Regions from separate parts of the Mus musculus genome. Here region 1 is linked to region 2. Evidence: chromatin contacts called from public Hi-C data. All regions are on one chromosome and are shown on one strand. The core of a region is the stretch at or near the end of the contact, and the rest is flanking DNA. Distances in the headings are between cores, read along the strand shown. Region 1 overlaps Uvrag (UV radiation resistance associated gene). Region 2 overlaps Uvrag (UV radiation resistance associated gene).

Region 1 (2,700 bases), core at 165-2,664, 88 kb after region 2:
AGAGAAGCCATATTTCATTTGGACATTAGGAAAACTGCCTTAACCACATTTAAGAATTTGGTCAGGCCGTGCACATTGCAGGATAAAACAAATTTTAACTAATCTCAGACTCTGAAAGCTAGGAATATAGCTCCAGGTGTAGTAGAGCATTTGCTTAGCATATGTGAGGCCCTAGGTTTAAGCCCAGAACCAAAAAGCAAAACCATCTAGGGAAGGAAGGGTTTGCCTATGTCCAGCCATCCAGGTGGCACCACAGCTGAGGTGAAGGGATTGAGGCCAATGTTCAAACTGGCAGCCAACTTTGATATCACCCTTACATGTCCTTGTCATGCATGCTTATTGAAACAGGCTCTGAGAGGCCTGCATCCAGACTTCAAAGGAGGACCTAGGAGGTTAGGCAGTACACGCACGCATGGCAGGGTGAGAATTCCCAAGACAATGATCTGTGGAGCTGTAAGGGTGAAACTGAAGACACATGGGGACTCTAGGAAATCAGAGATGACAAGAACACGGAAGGTCAGCTGAGGTAGACTGCCAAGCCATTTTTAAGAGAGTGGCCTTGGGCTTTGCAAATGGGAAAGTGGCAGGGACAGTACTCGAGCCCTTGGGAGTTCACATCACACCATCGCCTGTCTAAGATACCTGGAGCTACAAGATCAGAGGCTGCCGTGTTAGGTAGCAGCAGCCTTGCTTTGGTCCAATCCCATCTTGTCTTGTTGTCACTGTTTCCTTGGAGCACATGACTTGTCTTCGTAATTCACAACACATCACAGCTAAGAGCTCCACCTTGAATCTCAGAGGAAACCCTGGATTAGAACTTCTGAGGAATGCAGGGGTTAAAGATACAGCAAACTCTGGACATGAGCTGACGCATTGTGCTAGGATATGAACCTGAGCCTTTGGAGACAGAATACTACGGTTGAAGGAGATGCTTGGGGTGTCAAGTTGATGAGGAGAGGCCCTGAGAACCTTGATCTTGACTGTCAACTTGGTTCAACTGAGAAGCTCCTAAGATTAGTAAAACAAACTGTAAAGGCATTTCCAGGAAGCATTAAAGAACGGGAAAGACCCACCCTGGACATTTGGCACCACCCCATAGGCTTCAGGTAAAGACGGAGATCAAAGGAAAGAAAACCTACCAGTACATTCTTCCTGGCACCTCCTCGGCGGCAAGCTCCCTGTCCGTGTCTCCACGGTGAGGAGAAAGCTTCGTCCACAGTCCACATGTCATGACTGTAATGCGCCCTACCTTAGGCCCACAGTGGCTATGGACTGAAACTAGAAACCAAAATATATCTTTTCTCCCTCAAGCTATTTGTCCTGTGTATTCTGTCATGGAAACAGAAAGACTAATAAACACACCACTTATAACGTGGTACTTCCTCTTCCTCACCAACATAAAGCCCCAAACAATGATGTAACTGGTCAGGCTGAGATGCAGATTTAGATAGGGCAATGTAGGAGGCTCCAGAAGGGGTAAGGCCACCCCTTTTAACCCAGGTTCCTTCCAGAGTCCCAGCAGCTGACTGTGCCCTGGGGTGGCTCTTGACTAAGTGGGGCTCTGTTCCTTTGGGAATAGCTTCTCTAGAACAGGGTGGAAGAGCTGACAGAAACACAGGGTCCTGCTAATAGCAGGAACCTAACAAAACAATGCGCCCAAGGACACTGAATTTCAAATAACTCACCAGTGCTCTCCTGGATTATTACACCCTAATCCTTGAATTTTCAACTACAGTGTCTGTCACACAACATATGTTCCATATAGCAATGAGAGTCATAAGGATACCATATAGCAAGGCTCTTGATTGTTAGTAATCTATGTTTTTTTCATAGTCACAATTGATCATGACAAAATCTTGGCAAACCTATAAACCCAATCAAATAATGACAGAAACATCAGACATCTCCAATGAGACATTCTAAAAATATCTTAGGTCTGTCAGGGTCGTCAATAAAACTCTGCGAAACTAACAGTCCAGAGAAGCTTAGGGAGACTGGCTGGGCACACTATGATGGCCTGGGTGGTGACATCCGAGGAAAGCGTGAGCCTTAGTTAGTAACATGTCAATTCTGGTTCACTAATCATAATAAGTGTATCACACTAATACACAATATTAAGAACAGGTGAGGCTAATCAAGCGTGGACTGTATGAAAATGTGTACTATCTTAGCAATTTTCAACATAAAACTGCTTTAATTTTTTTTCAATGTTAGAAAATGCATCTGGCACTAACAGCAACATTCTGATGAGGTTTCAAGCTAATTTTGTAAAACAAGAACAGACTTTTTTTAAACCACAAAATAAAGAACAGGTAATTTGTCATAACACCAGACTCAGGCTGCTTACGCCAGCACTGTGAGAAAGCAGTGCCTAGATCCTACTGGAAACTGGCCAGCAAGACACAACCAACAAGCAATCCCTTTTGCTTCAAACAAAGGAGCATGTTTTCAAAGAAATCCTGCTAAGTTGTAGTGAGGCCTCACAGAAACCCAGCAGCCTTCTGCAAGACCAACCAAATCCTTTGACAAGAGACTCAGTTAAGAGGACACTTCTAAAATAGCAAGTTGGCAGTCTAATCCTTGTCCAGCTATTTCTGGACTGATGAAAGAAACAGTTCAAACTTGAAGATCTTGAAAAATGAGCAAAGGGGCCTGCCTCTGAGGCTGACACTGCAGAGCGGAGCCCACCTGGAATGATGC
Region 2 (2,700 bases), core at 28-2,527:
TGTTCAGATGGACCCAGGCTAGTTGACCAAAAGTTAGCTGCAGAAGGTCCAGGGGCTGGAGGGAAAGTAGAGCCATTGCATTCTGAAGGGCATGGTGATTAGACCCGGTAGGAGAGACAGGCTGCCTGGAGATTCTATCTTCTCTCTCTACTCCCATTCTGCATACTGCTCTCTCCGGCTGGCCAAATAGCAGCTCCTGCCCCATTAGCAGATGTGACGGCAGCAGATTTCTGTGGTCTCCACCTATAATTTGGGGATCCACTCAGCAGCTGGACAGATGTACCTCACTTTCCAAATCCTGTCCTGAACTGACCACCTGCACCAGATTTTCATCATGGCTGGTTAGGGGCGTTTCTCTGGTCTTCGGACTCCCCCTTTTGACGTTCTACTCCTCCGGCTCTTCCCACTACTGCACAAGGCTGTTTCTATAACAAACCCTTTATACTACACATTCATATTGATTCTGTCGCTACTAAAATCTGATTAACTTAGTACCTTCTGACTGAGCCTTCATGGCCTTTACTGTTTGTCCTCCCTCTCCCCCCTTTCCTACTTCAGTGCTGACATTTTCTTTTCTTTTTTTGTTTTTTTGAGACAGGGTTTCTCTGTATAGCTCTGGCTGTCCTGGAACTCACTCTGTAGACCAGGCTGGCCTCGAACTCAGAAATCCACCTGCCTCTGCCTCCCAAGTGCTAGGATTAAAGGCGTGCGCCACCACGCCCGGCTCAGTGCTGACATTTTCATTCATTAACTCATACACAGAAAGCAGAGTTCTCTCCTATACATTTCAGATTACATGTAGATGCCCTGCTAGTTTTGAGCACCATATTCCTGATACACTTTGATGTAACTGCTGGCCAGACTTCCTAGGGCTGTACTAATGCATATATCATTATTGTTCTGTTCCTAGCTAGCCTGGAGTTTTCTATGAAGACCAACCTGACCTACAACTTGTGGTAATCCTCCTGCCTCTGCCTCCAGAGTGGTGGGATTACAGGCATGTGCCGCCACACCCAGCCATTTATCTTGCCTGCCGTCGGCTACGGTCTTTCTCTCCGATACCTCTACCTCCGCTTCAGCACTTGTGCTGTGACCTGCAGTTCACTAAACCTCCCTTGCTGCAGCTCTGGCTTTGCTAATCACACACCCCAGCCTCACAGGCCACAGCTGCTCTTGGTTGCTGGCAGGTCACATCGATAATGTATTAGGAAAATAGATGCTCAGCACCCCGCAGTGGACGACTTCAAATTTAAGCAGTTTTAGAGGACGATATTAGAAACGGCATTAACAAATCATAGTGGCTCACAGCACACGAGTGGGTGCGGCTATTTGGCCCGCCCATTAGCTTGCTTGAGTTTTACAGTAATTGCTCCTTTCTAGGGCCGCCTTTTTGAGTCATCCACCCACAGCTCTCCATTTGCTCATAACCTTTGATCTGAGTTTTATGGATGCTATCTCCTCCTTCTGAGAATCCTCCATATCCTTTCGATTATCTTTGTTTCTTTAGTGCATGGATTCTCCGGCTTTGCAGCTCTTGTCCCACAGACCTTGGTCTTGGTTTTCTCTTTGATCTGACCCATTGCATGCTCTCTCTCTCTCTCTCTCTCTCTCTCCCTCTCCCTCTCCCTCTCCCTCTCCCTCTCCCTCTCCCTCTCTCTCTCTCTCTCTCTCTCTCTCTCTCTCTCCTGACTCCCCGACAACGTTTCTCACGACACCACTGACACTCAGGAGCAGATAATTGGTGGTTTGTGGACAGCAGAGAGCCTGCCCTGGTCCTTAGAATAGCGGCAGCAAGCCTGGTCTCTGTCCTCTAGATGGCGCCAGTGTGCACCCTTGCCCTCGGTTAGAAGCATGCTGCTCCCTGGGTGAGGAACCTCCCAGTTGAGAACCATCCTGGTATTTTGCAGTGATTGATATACAGTGCGTGTTAGGATTTCACTGCTGTGAAGATACCATGGCCAGAGCAACTGTTAGAAAGAAAAAAATTTCATTGCAGCTGGCTCTGTTCCAGAGGTTCAGTCCATTATTATCATGGTGGGAAGCATGGCAGCGTGCTGGCAGACATCGTCCTGAAGGAGCTGATAGTTGAGCTGCAGGCAGCAGAAGGAGACTATGTGCCACACTGCCAGTAGTTTGAGTAATAGGAGACTTTCTAACCCTGCTCCCACAGTGACACACTTCCTCCAGCCAGGCCACACCTCCTAACAGTGCCACTCCCTATGAACAAGCATTTAAACACATGAGTTTATGGGGCCATACCTATTCAAACCACCACAGCACAGCACTCAGAGTCGGGGATGCAGCTTTCTTCCCCACTACAAGCAGAAAGGCAGAGGGTCGGGGTCGTTAGCACTGCTCTGATAGGAAGGCACAGACCCAGCTCTAATCTTACAGAGGTGGCTGGGCCCGCCTCATCTCAGTGTGGCCTGTAGGTTTCCCCTCGGTTCTCCGAAAGGACTGCCCCCTTTGGAGTCAGTGCCTGAGAGGCTGGTGCTCTCGCACCCACTGTGGGGACCCACAGGAACCTTACACTGACTTTGCAAGTGCTCTACCACTGAGTGACATCCCGGGCAGCTTATGATTTAGACTCTTCTTTATGATCATAATTTTCGCTCCCATTGCTGTCTACAAAGAGGTACAATTTGGGATGGAAAGTTTCTCTTGGTTGCCGCTGTCTCCGACCCGCAGAGTCAAGAACGA

Evidence for each region. Hi-C and Micro-C count contacts between places; a contact is called where the count stands out from the background.
Region 1: a Hi-C map of bone marrow-derived macrophages shows a contact between it and region 2, with 40 read pairs. The contact joins two enhancer-like sites. A contact is called at or near these places in 1 of 15 datasets of contacts at CTCF or cohesin (pro-B cells), 41 of 484 Hi-C or Micro-C datasets (the BV-2 cell line, the C2C12 cell line, CD4 T cells and 29 more), 7 of 115 datasets of contacts at active chromatin or transcription factors (the HPC-7 cell line, Th17 cells, bone marrow-derived dendritic cells and 4 more) and 3 of 9 other capture datasets (embryonic stem cells, embryonic trunk and liver).

The regions. Positions count from the first base shown.
Region 1 is chr7:99,048,702-99,051,401 of GRCm38.p6, forward strand. The region is part of intron 6 of Uvrag (UV radiation resistance associated gene); the gene reads right to left. Among named protein-coding and RNA genes, the nearest start is that of Uvrag, 91 kb to the right of the region's middle. Within about 2 kb of position 1,415, at least 71 of the 459 cell types and tissues checked have an H3K27ac peak or open chromatin away from gene starts, as enhancers often do. A contact at or near this core is called in the G1E-ER4 cell line and bone marrow-derived macrophages, where this site is marked.
Region 2 is chr7:98,960,899-98,963,598 of GRCm38.p6, forward strand. The region is part of intron 12 of Uvrag (UV radiation resistance associated gene); the gene reads right to left. Among named protein-coding and RNA genes, the nearest start is that of Gm33827, 86 kb to the left of the region's middle. Within about 2 kb of position 1,278, at least 100 of the 459 cell types and tissues checked have an H3K27ac peak or open chromatin away from gene starts, as enhancers often do. A contact at or near this core is called in the G1E-ER4 cell line and bone marrow-derived macrophages, where this site is marked.